Regions from separate parts of the Sus scrofa genome. Here region 2 is linked to region 1. Evidence: chromatin contacts called from public HiChIP or PLAC-seq data. All regions are on one chromosome and are shown on one strand. The core of a region is the stretch at or near the end of the contact, and the rest is flanking DNA. Distances in the headings are between cores, read along the strand shown.

Evidence for each region. HiChIP or PLAC-seq counts read pairs in DNA pulled down with a chosen protein or histone mark.
Region 2: an H3K27ac HiChIP or PLAC-seq map of alveolar macrophages shows a contact between it and region 1, with 5 times the contacts expected there. The contact joins two enhancer-like sites. A contact is called at or near these places in 1 of 5 promoter capture datasets (liver), 8 of 47 Hi-C or Micro-C datasets (alveolar macrophages, fetal liver, heart right ventricle and 3 more) and 1 of 2 datasets of contacts at active chromatin or transcription factors (alveolar macrophages).

The regions. Positions count from the first base shown.
Region 1 is chr3:107,927,681-107,933,590 of Sscrofa11.1, forward strand. No RefSeq gene overlaps it. Among named protein-coding and RNA genes, the nearest start is that of XDH, 57 kb to the right of the region's middle. Within about 2 kb of position 2,916, at least 7 of the 83 cell types and tissues checked have an H3K27ac peak or open chromatin away from gene starts, as enhancers often do. A contact at or near this core is called in alveolar macrophages, where this site is marked.
Region 2 is chr3:107,995,946-108,001,855 of Sscrofa11.1, forward strand. It overlaps XDH (xanthine dehydrogenase), which reads left to right. Exons shown (of 36, transcript NM_001285974.1): 3 at 2,354-2,450; 4 at 4,042-4,150. Among named protein-coding and RNA genes, the nearest start is that of XDH, 12 kb to the left of the region's middle. Within about 2 kb of position 3,761, at least 1 of the 83 cell types and tissues checked has an H3K27ac peak or open chromatin away from gene starts, as enhancers often do. A contact at or near this core is called in alveolar macrophages, where this site is marked.

The DNA.
Region 1 (5,910 bases), core at 1,666-4,165:
TCCCATCAAGAGTGTAGGAATGCCATACCCTCTCTGGCATTTATTATTTGTAGACTTTTTAGTGAGGGCCATTCTGACTGGTGTGAAGTGATACCTCATTTAATTGTGTTTTATGTTTCTCAAATAATTAATGGTATTGAGAATCTTTTCATGTACCTGTTGGCTGTTTGTATGTCTTTTTTGGAGAAATGTCGGTTTAGGTTTATTGCTTATTTTTTGATTGAGTTACTTGGTCTTTTGAGATTAAGTTGTATGAGCTGTTTGTATATTTTTTTTGAAATTAATCCCTTGTTGGTAGCATCATTTGCAAGTATTTTCGCCCAGGCATAGGTTGTTTTTTCATTTTTGTTTATGGTTTTCTTTGCTGTTAGAGAAAACTTCTACATTTAATTAGGTTCCATTTGTTTATTTTTGTTTTTATTTCCATTACTCTAGGAGACAGAGCCAAAAAAATATTGCTTCGATTTATGTCAAAGAGTATTCTGTGTTTTCCTCTGGGAGTTTTATAGTGTCCAGACTTACTTTTAGGTCTTTAATCCATTTTGAGTTTATTTTTGTACATGATGTCCGAGAATGTTCTAATTCATTCTTTTACATGTAGTTGTCCAATTTCCCCAGCACCCCTTATTGAAGAGACTGTCTTTTTTCCACTATATATTCTTGCCTCCTTTGTCATAGTTGAATTGACCATAGATGCTTGGGTTTACTTCTGGGCTTTCTGCCCTGTTCCACTGATCTATATTTCTGTTTTTGTGCCCATAACATATATATATTTTTAATTTTAATTATTTATTTATTTATTTATTTTTACGTATTGTTTTGATGACTATAGCTTTGCAGTGCAGTCTGAAGCCAGGGAGCTTGAGTCCTCTAGCTCCATTCTTCTTTCTCAAGATTGTTTTGGCTGTTCAGGTCTTTTGCGTTTCCATACAAACTTAAAATTTTTTTTTGTTCTAGTTCTGTGAAAAATGCCATGGTAATTTGATAGGGATTGCATTGAATCTGTAAGATTGCCTTGGGTGGTATGATCATTTTAACAATATTAATTCTTCCAATCAAAGGACATGGTATATCTTTCCATTTATTTGTGTCACCTTCAATTTCTTTCATCAGTATCTTATAGTTTTTGGAGTACAGATCTTTTGCCTCCAGGTAGATTTATTCCTAGGTTTCGTATTCCTTTTAATGTGAGATGTCCTCTGGGCTCAGAAGTGCAATCCTGCCTCACCACCAAAGCCAGGTGTTTAAGGAATGTCTCCTAGGTAGGCTGTGTGTGTCCTTGTGCTATAGTGGTACCATAGCTGCCCATGGGGTATTGGTGGGTCAAACTGTTTCTCATTTGGCTGTGAGGCCTTATGGAGGATGTGCAGGAGTGGGCAGGGCTCTCGAAATGTCATACCCACCGATGCTAACAGGTTAGAGGATTCCAAAATGCTGCCCACCAGTGCTGGTATTATCAAGGCAGCCTGAGATCACATAAATGGCTCTGGCCAGGGACTGTCCCAGGGAGTGTCCTAACTGGTTCCTGACTTTTTGGCAGATGCTTCAAGATTAGTAAGTGGGTTCCCTTCATTTACTGTTCATGTGCTTTTCAGTCTGGTGTTTTTGCACTGGTTTTTGTTGAGTGAGCCTGTATGCAAGCCCTTTAACAGTATTTTTTTGTTGTTGTTCTCTGTACTTCTCTAGTTTTCCTGGGTATGTTCCTTCTTGATTATCAAAGCTTGGTGTTTTGAGGGCTTGTCTCTTCTGTGTGTGATATAGGGGTTGAGGTGCCTGATGTGAAGCTCAAATTCCTTGCTTCTCAGGGAAAAGGTTTTTTACTGTTGTGCTCCCTCCCTAGAGTGGATTGTTGTGGCTGGGATGTGGGTTTTTCCTTGGCAAGATCCTATCTCTGCCTCTCCTACCCATCTCAATGCTGTCTCTGTATCCTTTGTTGTGAGGCTCTGTTCATCCGGTTTTCAGGTCCCTTCCTGAGGGAATTATTTCATACGTCGTTGTAGATTTGTTGTATTCATGGAGTTTGAAGGAGTTCCCTTCAGGGACCTGCAAGTTCATGAACACTTTCCCGCAAACAGTCCTTAGCTCATCAGGTATAGACCTAATGCCTGTGGTAGACCAGGACCTAGTTTGCCTCCCACCAGCATAATTAGCAGAACTTTTCCTTCCTGGAAGTGTAGGTATCTGACCGAGGATATACCTGATGGAGTAGTGGGTAGGGTTCTCTATTCTATAAACTATCAGTTTCATAACCTCCTAAGAGAACTTAAAACCATGCGGGGCATCCTGCCCCTCAGGCTTATCTTTGTACCAGGTAACTTGCCTGCTTAGAATGCTGCAACGAGGAGGAGGGAATGTGTGTTTAAAGGACCCTTCCTGGCTTACTGAAGATTTTCCCCAGTAAACAAACATCTGAAGCTTAGGTGGAGAGCAAAGTGCTTTGGAACCAAAGTATCAAATAAAGGGACACCTGGTGTAATTCCTCTCAGCCTTCTTTCTATTAAGTTCGTTTTCAGGATCAGAAACAGAGCCCACAATTTGTGCAAAAAAATCATAATCAGTATGACAGCTAATTTATTCTGAGTCTTTCCTTTTATTCTATCCATTTTATTAATGGATAATAAATGTGACTCTGTTTTATTAATGGGTGCCTTACATCGCTGCAGCCCGGAATGAAGAATAGTTTAATGCTGGTTTTCTAATTGATCCTCTTCTAAAAGGGCCAGGTCACTGCCTGTTGAATCAGCCTAAGCTGATGTCTCCAGGGTTGGGCAAGAGAAAGAAAGTGCTTTGGGAAAGAAGACTGGATTGTCGTCAGATGCTTGTCATGCTGTTTTTGTCCTCATGGTGCCTCTATTGTTGTAGAAGTGAACACAAGTCTGGGGAATGCGAATTAATTCTTATGTCAGCTGTTTGTTCAACAGAGCTGATCTTTTGCCAGCTCCCAGGATTTCCTGATTTGCCACAGTGGCCACCAGGGCTCCCCAGAGAGCTACGGAGAAGAGACTCTCCCGGCAAACCCATTGTATTATTGCAGTTTTCCCCTCAAATATGTGACTACTGGGCTTCGGAGTCGGTTAATGCCGACCTTAAAAGCAAGTAAAGGGGCTTTTTGATCCCTTTTCCTGGACCACTCCCTATTTCTCAGCCTCCCAGGTGAGAAAGGTTAAGAGATGGCAAGTCAAGAAAAAGCCCATCAAAGACTAAAGGAGGGAGGGGTTTTCCTGTTAAGGTCTGGTGCAGAGGTCACCTAAGTCAGTTTACTTGTGCCTTCTTACTTGACTTACAAACTTCTCACCAGGTCAGGGGACAGAATAAGGGGTTTCCAAACAAGAGGAAACAACAAAATGAGCTTTCAAGCCAGCCAAAACCATTCAAAAGAATACTAAAACCTACAAGAGATGGGTAGAAATAGATGGTGGGTATCCAAGACTGCTGAACATGTGATTGACCATTTGCAACCTGCTGACACAGATTCCTATGGAACACAAGTATATATACAGAGTCACCTGTGGTCTTGAGTGTATTGGTAATTGATTATTTTTCAAGGGGGTATTATTTTATGGTATGGGTATACTGAATTGATTTAACTTATTGATGGACATGAGGGTCATTTCTATTTGTGGCTATTGTGAAAAAAGCTGCTATTGGGAAAAGACCATTTGTGGACATATGTCTGCATATGTCACTGGGGCAGAATTACAAGTATACAAAGAACTAAGCCACACACAAAAAATCACACATTTAGAGAACATGCTATAGGGATCAGAGGATGAGATGTCAAAACCAGGGGCCAGCATTCAGAGAAAATGAAGCCTTTGAACTGGTTAGGAGAGATCTTGCAGAACTAGGGCACAGGGCAGCACGAAGAGCATCCCAGGGGGAGGTGAACAGCGAATGAGAGCACGAAGGAGGGAAAGTTCAGGCTGGGAGAGGATTATCATAAAAGCTAAACTGATGGGCTTGGAATCACTTGCCCATTCCTTTTATTTAATGACTTCACTGTCGTCCAGAGAGGATCTCTCTCTATTGATCTGCCCCCAAACCATGTGCCTTCTACACTCTTCGACACCTCTCGCTCTGATCACATGAAACAATATGCCTAGAACAAGATAGAAACTGTTCAGGTTGTGAATTTATTCCTTTCTTACACTTTGATTTCCAGGGTCGCTACTTCTTGTGTGAAGAGCGGGGAAGTACATGGTGGTTCTTGTAACCTGGAAAGACTAGGTACTTAGAGACAGTCTATTTATATCAGTGGCTTAGAACCAGCAAGAGGTAGATTCAAACATGCTGGAGCCATCAGGATTTTTGGCTTCTTCCTCCTTCCCACTGCTTTGGTGACCTGTACTGTGTCCTCACTGTCTTCTTGCCACTGTGAAAGCATGCACCTCTTTCCTCTGCCTCTACAAGGACCTCGAAACATCAGTATCCCCACGTGAGCCTTATCATCAAACTCTGCTCTCTATGGGCTTTTCCCTTTCAAAATAAAAACATGGTCAAGCCTCTTCCATTAAAGAACAGAAACAATCAAACTATTTTCCGATGCCAAATCCTTGCTATTTTTGTCAGTCACCTGTCAATTCCTTGTAGTCAAGGTCTTGGAAGTGCTCATCTACATTTTCTTTTTTCCATTTTCTCTAGTACAAATCACTATTAATCCTAACGTGTCTTGGATTCCACCCCATCCCTTCACTGAAATGGCTCTCATGGTGTTAGTTATATGCTGCTGCAGAACAAATCATCCTACACGTAGCAGTTTATAACAATGAATGTTTTCTGAGGATCAGGAATATGGAAGCAGCTTGGCTGGGAGGTTCCGGCTCAGGGTTTCTCACACGCTTATGATAAAGTTGCCAGTTGAGCTGTGATGATCACAAGGTTCAGCTGAGGCTGGAGTGGACTTCCGTGTTCCCTCAAGTGCTTGGCTGAGTTCTCAGTTCTTGCTGGGCATTGTTCAAAGGCTTTTGTTCTCACCATGTGCTCCTTCTCTGTGGGGCTTCTCACAGTGTGGAAGCTTGTTTCTCCTGGCGCAAGAGACGAGAGAGAGAGAGAGAGAGAGAGAGAGAGAGAGAGAGAGAGAGAGAGAGAGAGAGAGAGAGAGGGAGAGAGAGAGAGAGAGAGAGAGAGAGAGAGAGAGAGAGACAAAGAGATTGCCGCAGTCCTCTGTAACTCAAACTGGGAAGTGACAAACCCTCATTTCCATCACATGTTGCTGGTCCCACAGAGCAACTCTGAGAGGGGGAGGTACCTCACAGCATGTGAATACCAGCAGGTAGGGTCACTGGGTCCCTCTTTCAGATTGTTTACCAGACCACTTAAGGGCCTGTTATTGGCCAAATAAAGCAGGCATTGAAGTATCCTTTCCAAGTATTATGGACTGCATATTTGCGTCTTTCCAAAATTCATATATTGAAGCTCTAATCCCCACTATGATGATATTAGGAGGTGGTTATGTCACAGTGATTATGCCATGGGAATGGAGCCCTCATGATGAAATCAGTGCCCTTATGAGGGGAGACACAAGAGAGCTTGCTCCCCCCACATATAATGACATAACCCAGAAAAGGGGTCTCGCCAGGAACTGAATTGGCTGGCATTTCAGTCTTGGACTTCCTAGTCTCCAGAACAGTGATAAATACATGTCTGTTGTTTAAGCCACCCAGATCATGGCATTTTTGTTACAGCAGCCCAAACTAAGAGAGCAAAGAAGGGATTTTACCTCCAAGTAGGATTTCGCTCACCCGCTTTTCCCTCCTTAACCCCCTCTTCTCTCTTGGTGTTTGTGATTGCCTCCTACTTGGTTTTCCTCCCACTTCTTGGGTGGTTAATTCTCAGCCTCCATTCCTCCTTTTCCTGCCTCCTAAGAATTGGTCTGCTCCCAGGAAAATGTCCTCAGATCCCTGACTTCTT
Region 2 (5,910 bases), core at 2,511-5,010, 69 kb after region 1:
AAGGGATGCCTGAGGTGGGAGCTCTGTAGCAGCACCACCCACTGTGGGAATGGCTGGCACTGGGAAGCACGGGGCGGGGACTCCTGAAGGAGGCTGGGGGTGCTGTTCTGCTCCCGGCCTGGGGAGGGCTCCTGTTAAGATCCTCCATCCCCTTTGTTCTTTCATCATAGGCAAGTGTTCTGAGACCCTGGAACAAACACAACAGCAAAGATAAACTAGGAGCTAACACTGAATGGGCACTGACCATGTACTGGTGGAGTTCAAGGTGATTTGTGAAGGTTATCTCACTGCTCCCTTCGACAGAGGAGGAAACAAGGCTGGGAATGTTAAGGGACCCAGCTCTCCCTTGTGTATTCTGGGCAAATGCTGGCAGACCTGGACTGAAGCCCAGAGCCATGGTCTAAACTTTCCCCACACACTGGAAACTCTCTAGGGACTGTTGTGGAACGATGCTCATCCTGACCTCTGTCAACAAACTGCTGTGGCTCCCAGAGGTGGGGATGTCTGGTGGCTCCTGCCAGTGCTGTAGTTTGGAATGACAGGGGATCATTTCAACACCCAGAGAAGTGCGCCAGGAACCCATGGACTTCCCATTGTTCTTTCACCCCCGCCAGATAGTGGTTGGCTCTGGTGTACTTTGTCCTGGATTTTTGACCTGGAGAGGGCAGTACAAGGACCTGGTGGATTTTTTTTTTTTTTTTTTTTTTTTTTTTGGTAAAAGCAGAACTATGAGGTGGGATCAGGAGACTGCGTGGAACTCTGTTTCCAGCCCATCTCCCTGGGCAGTCTGGGAAGAGAGGCTCCTTCTTAGAGATTTTTGATATCAGGTTTAGTTTTCTAATAAAAGTTTTAGAGGTCCAACAACCGCAGAAGTTCCTGACCATAGCAGTTGGCTGGTTTAAAGGTCAAATCTCAAATGAAATCCAGACTCAAAAGTTGGCATGTAAATCTGATGTCCACATGGCTTGTTGCTGCTTGTGCTGAGAGTTCATTTGTGGGAGTTCTGGGCAAGAGAGAAGACCCAAACCTTGATTTCTGCCCTGGCTTCCAGAAAGATCCCCAGGCTAGCAGAGACCTCTAGACTCTGCTGGACTGCTTCTGTTCGTCCTCATGTGCCCTTGGAGTGATCTGAACTGCTGATCTCATGCCCAGACTAGTGGAAAAAAAATAACTTACAATCTAGAATGCCTTCCTCAGCTGTGTGTTAAAAGAAGCAGCAGCATGGTGACGGAAGAGGCCCCAAAGCTGGAGTCAGATGACTGTGTTTGGGCCCCAACACTCAAGGTTACCTTGCAGGGCTCATGTTACATCTTGGGTCTCAGTTTCTTTCTTTCTTCCTTCCTTTCTTTATTCTTTTCTTCCTTCCTCCTTCTCTTCCTCCCTCTCTCTCTCCTTTCCTCCCTCCCTCCCTCCCCCCCTTCCTTTTCCTTCTTCTTTCTTTCTTTCTGTGGAGAAATACTAGTTCCTGCCCCACCTGCTAACCACATTATTGCGGAGATCAAATAGATCCATGGGTATAATGCTTTCCAAGTAGAAGAGGCTTTGGTGTTGTTAGTTACTCATTTGATGTTGGAAATGAGGGGAAGTGACCAGGAGATAATAGCCTCAGCTCCTTCCGTCTTCAGCAGGAGGCTGGATGGCTTAAAGGCCTTGGGCCTGAGGGAGAAACACCAGCAGAGCCTGGGAAGGAGGGCTCTGTGATTGCTGTCCTCCAGAAAATGCAAAGCATCGGAGTTTCTTTTCCCAGGTTTATGTAAGAGATGGCTCAAATATTGATTCTTGACATCAAAAATATCTTCTTTTTAATATCCATTTATGCATCCTATGGGCTGGATATCCAAAAGCCTCTAGTCTAGCCCTGATTTTGGTACCTGGATCTCATCAGCCCAAAAAGTTTTGGGGGGACAAGGCAGACTCAGCAAGTCCCAGAACAGATCAGCATCTTGTTCTGCAGTGAGTGGCTTCATTGCCTGTGAGGGCCACCCCGCAAGCCCAGTTCCCCTGCCCAGCATGACCACAGGGTTAGAGGGCCTGTCAGACTACACTTAGAAGAGCTGATTCCCAGATCTCCAGGACTAGAGAGCAGTGGAACCCCAGTGCTGGGGATGAGACTGGGGTGCTGGTGCCTTTCCTGTGCTGGATGGTGGAGCTGGTCCCCTGCCCTGCCTCCTTGGGGTGCAGGGGGGGCCTCTCAATGGAAGGCCGCGTGAGCCTTCTGCCTTCCCAGGTGAGGGCCTGAGTCTGTGTAAGGAGGGATGGCTCTACACTCCCAGCTCAGCCCGGGTACCTGCCAGCAGTCCAGCAAAGACTGTTTTTTTTCTGAGTTCATGTCCCTTAACCCTTGACCATCCAGTGGGGCTGCGAGGGACCAAGCTGGGCTGTGGAGAAGGGGGCTGCGGAGCATGCACGGTGATGTTTTCCAAGTATGATCGTCTCCAGGACAAGATCGTGTATCCTTTGCCTGCTGGCTGGTCACCCTTGTGGGAACTTTATGCAGAGCAAGTGCATGTGTTCGTGTGTGTGTGCCTCTGTGTGTATGCGCGTGTGCGCACACACATGTGGCTTTGATCGTGGTCAGGGACATTATGGCATGATATCTTAGTATCTTACTGGCTTATGAATATGGACAAGATTCTGAGCTGCTGATAAAATGGCCTTTCTAAAATTCAGACTCATTTCACATCCCATGAAATCCTTCAAGAGGCCTCCATTGCCCCCAAATTAAAGTCCAGTCTTTTAGCTCAACATGTGAGGCCCTTCACTTGGCCCCACTTTTCCTCTCCAGTTTTCTTTTTCTTTATGGGCCCAGCACTCCGTTCATGTAGAAACAGTTGTGAACAGCCAGGGCTTCAGGCCCACTCTTTTCTTGGTCTTTACATAAGCTGTTTCCCATCTTGAATGTCCTTTCATCCAGGGCTTCTCTACCTGGCTAGCTCTTCCTAGCTCTTTAGGACTGGAAAAAAGTCACCTCCTTCAGGAAGCCCTTCTTGCCTTCCTGGGATTGGGTTAGGCGACCCTTATCTGTGCTGGTCCCACAGTCCCTTGTGTACAGCCCTCCTGAAGCACTTCCTGTAAGATGTTTAAATTACATCTTCACACTGGCTTCTGTTTTCCTGAGTTAAAGGCACGCTATTAAAGGGCAGATACTCTATTGTATTCACCTTGATTTCCTCAGCCCTTGGCAAGGTGCCTGGCATATGGCTGCCATTTAGAAACCATTATCGGCGTTCCTGTTGTGACTCAGGGGTTAACGAATCCAACTAGGAACCCATGAGGTTGCAGGTTGAGTCCCTGGCCTCACTCAGTGGGTTAAGGATCTGGTGTTGCTGTGAGCTGTGGTGTAAGTCGCAGATGCAGCTCGGATTCTGCGTTGCTGTGGCTCTGGCATAGGCTGGTTGGCTACAGCTTCAACTGGCCTCCTAGCCTGGGAATCTCCATATGCCGCAAGAGCAGCCCTAGAAAAAAAAAGGCAAAAAGACAGAAAGGAAAAAAAAAAAAAAGAAACCGTTATTGGCTGTGTGTGTGAGTGAGTGATGAATAAAGGGGGGTGGATGTGGGGAAGCTCTAAGGGTAGATGTCCCAGGTTTCCTGGGGAGTTTCCTGTCCCCCTTCCCACAGAGGAGTGGGAGAAATGGAGGTGGGTAAAAGCAGGGAAGCAAAAGTGACAGGAGATTCTGAAATTGAAGAGGCTAAGGAGGGGCCCTGTGGAGAGAAGAGCATGAGTTGGAACTGGAGCCTTTCGGAAGTTCCTTCTTGACTCAACCTCCAGGGTCGGGTTAAGTAAGAGGAAGCTAGGGTGACCCTGGCTCCCATGCTTCAGCTCAGAGGCCTAGGGTGCCCTGATGTCTGACCCCATGGGTGCTGGAGGGGCTCCGGCTCAGAGTCTTGGGTGTAAAGGTGAGGAAACCTTTAGAAAGGACAAGACCATGATGTAGAATGAAGAGAAGGGATGCAAGACATCACAGATCCCCCAGACCCTCCCCTCAGGTCTGCTCTGATGACCTGAGGAATCAATGGAATGACCTTAATCGGGGGTTCCAGCCACTTTTCTGCCAATGCCTGCCTAGCCCCCATCTGCTCCTTGCACCATGTTGCTGTGACGACTGTGGAAGGCATAGGAAGTACCAAGACGAGGCTGCATCCGGTGCAGGTAACCAGGGGCTCTTACCAAGGCTGCAGACTGGCTCTGCCTTGTTGGGCTGAGTGTCACTGCTGGGCAGAGAAGGCACCCTGGACCGGCCACCTCCTGTTCTCCTTGTTGGTGGTGAGGTGTGCGGTGGGGGGGTGGCTGTGAGGCAGAAAGAGGAGGACTTGAGCTTGCAGCTCCCTCCTCCAGGAGGGCACCAAGAGAACCAAGGTGGTACCAAGAGAACCAAGAATCCACTTGGTTCTGGTGGCTGGGAAGGGCAGCTGTGCAGAACTGGATGGAGGAGGGCAGGGGCCTGTCCTCACCTTGTGCCCAAGTGTGCTTAGGAACCCCCTGCCTTCTCAGATTGAAGATTCCAAATGCTCTCTGCCCCTTGATAGAAGGCCCACCTAGTCCCACTCTCACCTCCTGCCCACAGACCATACAAAGTGGGCTCATTAAAATGGAGGTGAGCAAGGGCTGAGTCAGAGAACTGAGACACACAGGTGTGTCACCAAGGCTTTCTTCCCTATGGCATCAGACACTTAGGGATGGATTGACATCGGGATTGCTTCTGGGAGGAGCAGGCGGTCGTCTGCGGGGTTGTGGAGAGAGGAAAGATGCTCCTAGCCCGGGCAGCATGGAGCCCACCTGGGAGCAGAGCTCTGTGGGCGGGAAAGGTGCTGTTCCCAGTGCTTCTGATTTAGGGAGGTCTTTCGGACACTGCAGTCACAGGAGGTGGCCAGCCACACCCTCTTCTTAATCTTCCCTTGGCCTTTGGAGGAGACCTGTGGCTTAGATCCTGCTGTCCTCCCTCAGGCCCCTTACGTGAATCTTGGAGCCAGGCCACCAGTAGAGCAAGCTAATTATACTCTTTGCAGGGTGTGGCTTGGACCAGTCCTGTGGGCTCCGAGTGGGTGGGGTGATCCTACCTCACCCCTGTGGCTTTGCTTCCCAGGTAGGAAAAGGGCAGATCGCTAAAGTTGTCCAACCTGCAGCTGGTGTGAGAGGGTTCATAAGGCCTTGTCATTTTCTTTGAAACAAATAGATGAAAGCAAGAATGAACCATTTAAACACAGGGATCCTGCTCTACAGTCAGGCGAAAGCCCTCTCTTTCCAATGGTACTGATCCTTATTCCCAAGGCACTTATTCTGGCTCCAGATAAGCTGTAGATTCCACATCCCCTTTATCCATTTGCATTTTTCTCCTGGCTTCTCCTGCCTTGCTCATTTGCCTCCTATCTCCTTGCTCTGTCTGTGTGCAGCTCTTCCTCTGCTCAGTCCCTAATCATGGCCACAGCACCCCAGGCTCTGGCCTGGGCCCCGTCCCTTCCCCTATCCTCACACGCTCCCTAGATGACTTCAGTGCCATCTACTACATGTGAATGCACTCATACAGGTATAGCTTCAGCTCTGACCTCCCCTCCAAGGTCAGACTCCTACTTCCAGCAGCCTACCTGGCATCACCAGATACAGGTCTATTCTCAAACTTAACAAAACCCTATTTTCCCCTAACTTCTTTCTTCCTCACTCTTCCTCCATCTGAGTCAGTAGTAAAAACAGCCAGCAAATTGCTCAAGGCAAAAATCTAGGAGTCACCCAGGATTCTTTTCTCATACCCTACATGAAATCCATCCAGAAGTAATAGCTACGCTCCCTCCAAAATCTACAATGAAATCTTCATTTTTTTTTCAGTTTCCCCTGTCACTCCTTGGTCCAAGCCACCATCTCCTCTTGCCTGGGCCACTTCAGTGTCCTGGTCCCCTATTTCTTCTCTTGCCCCC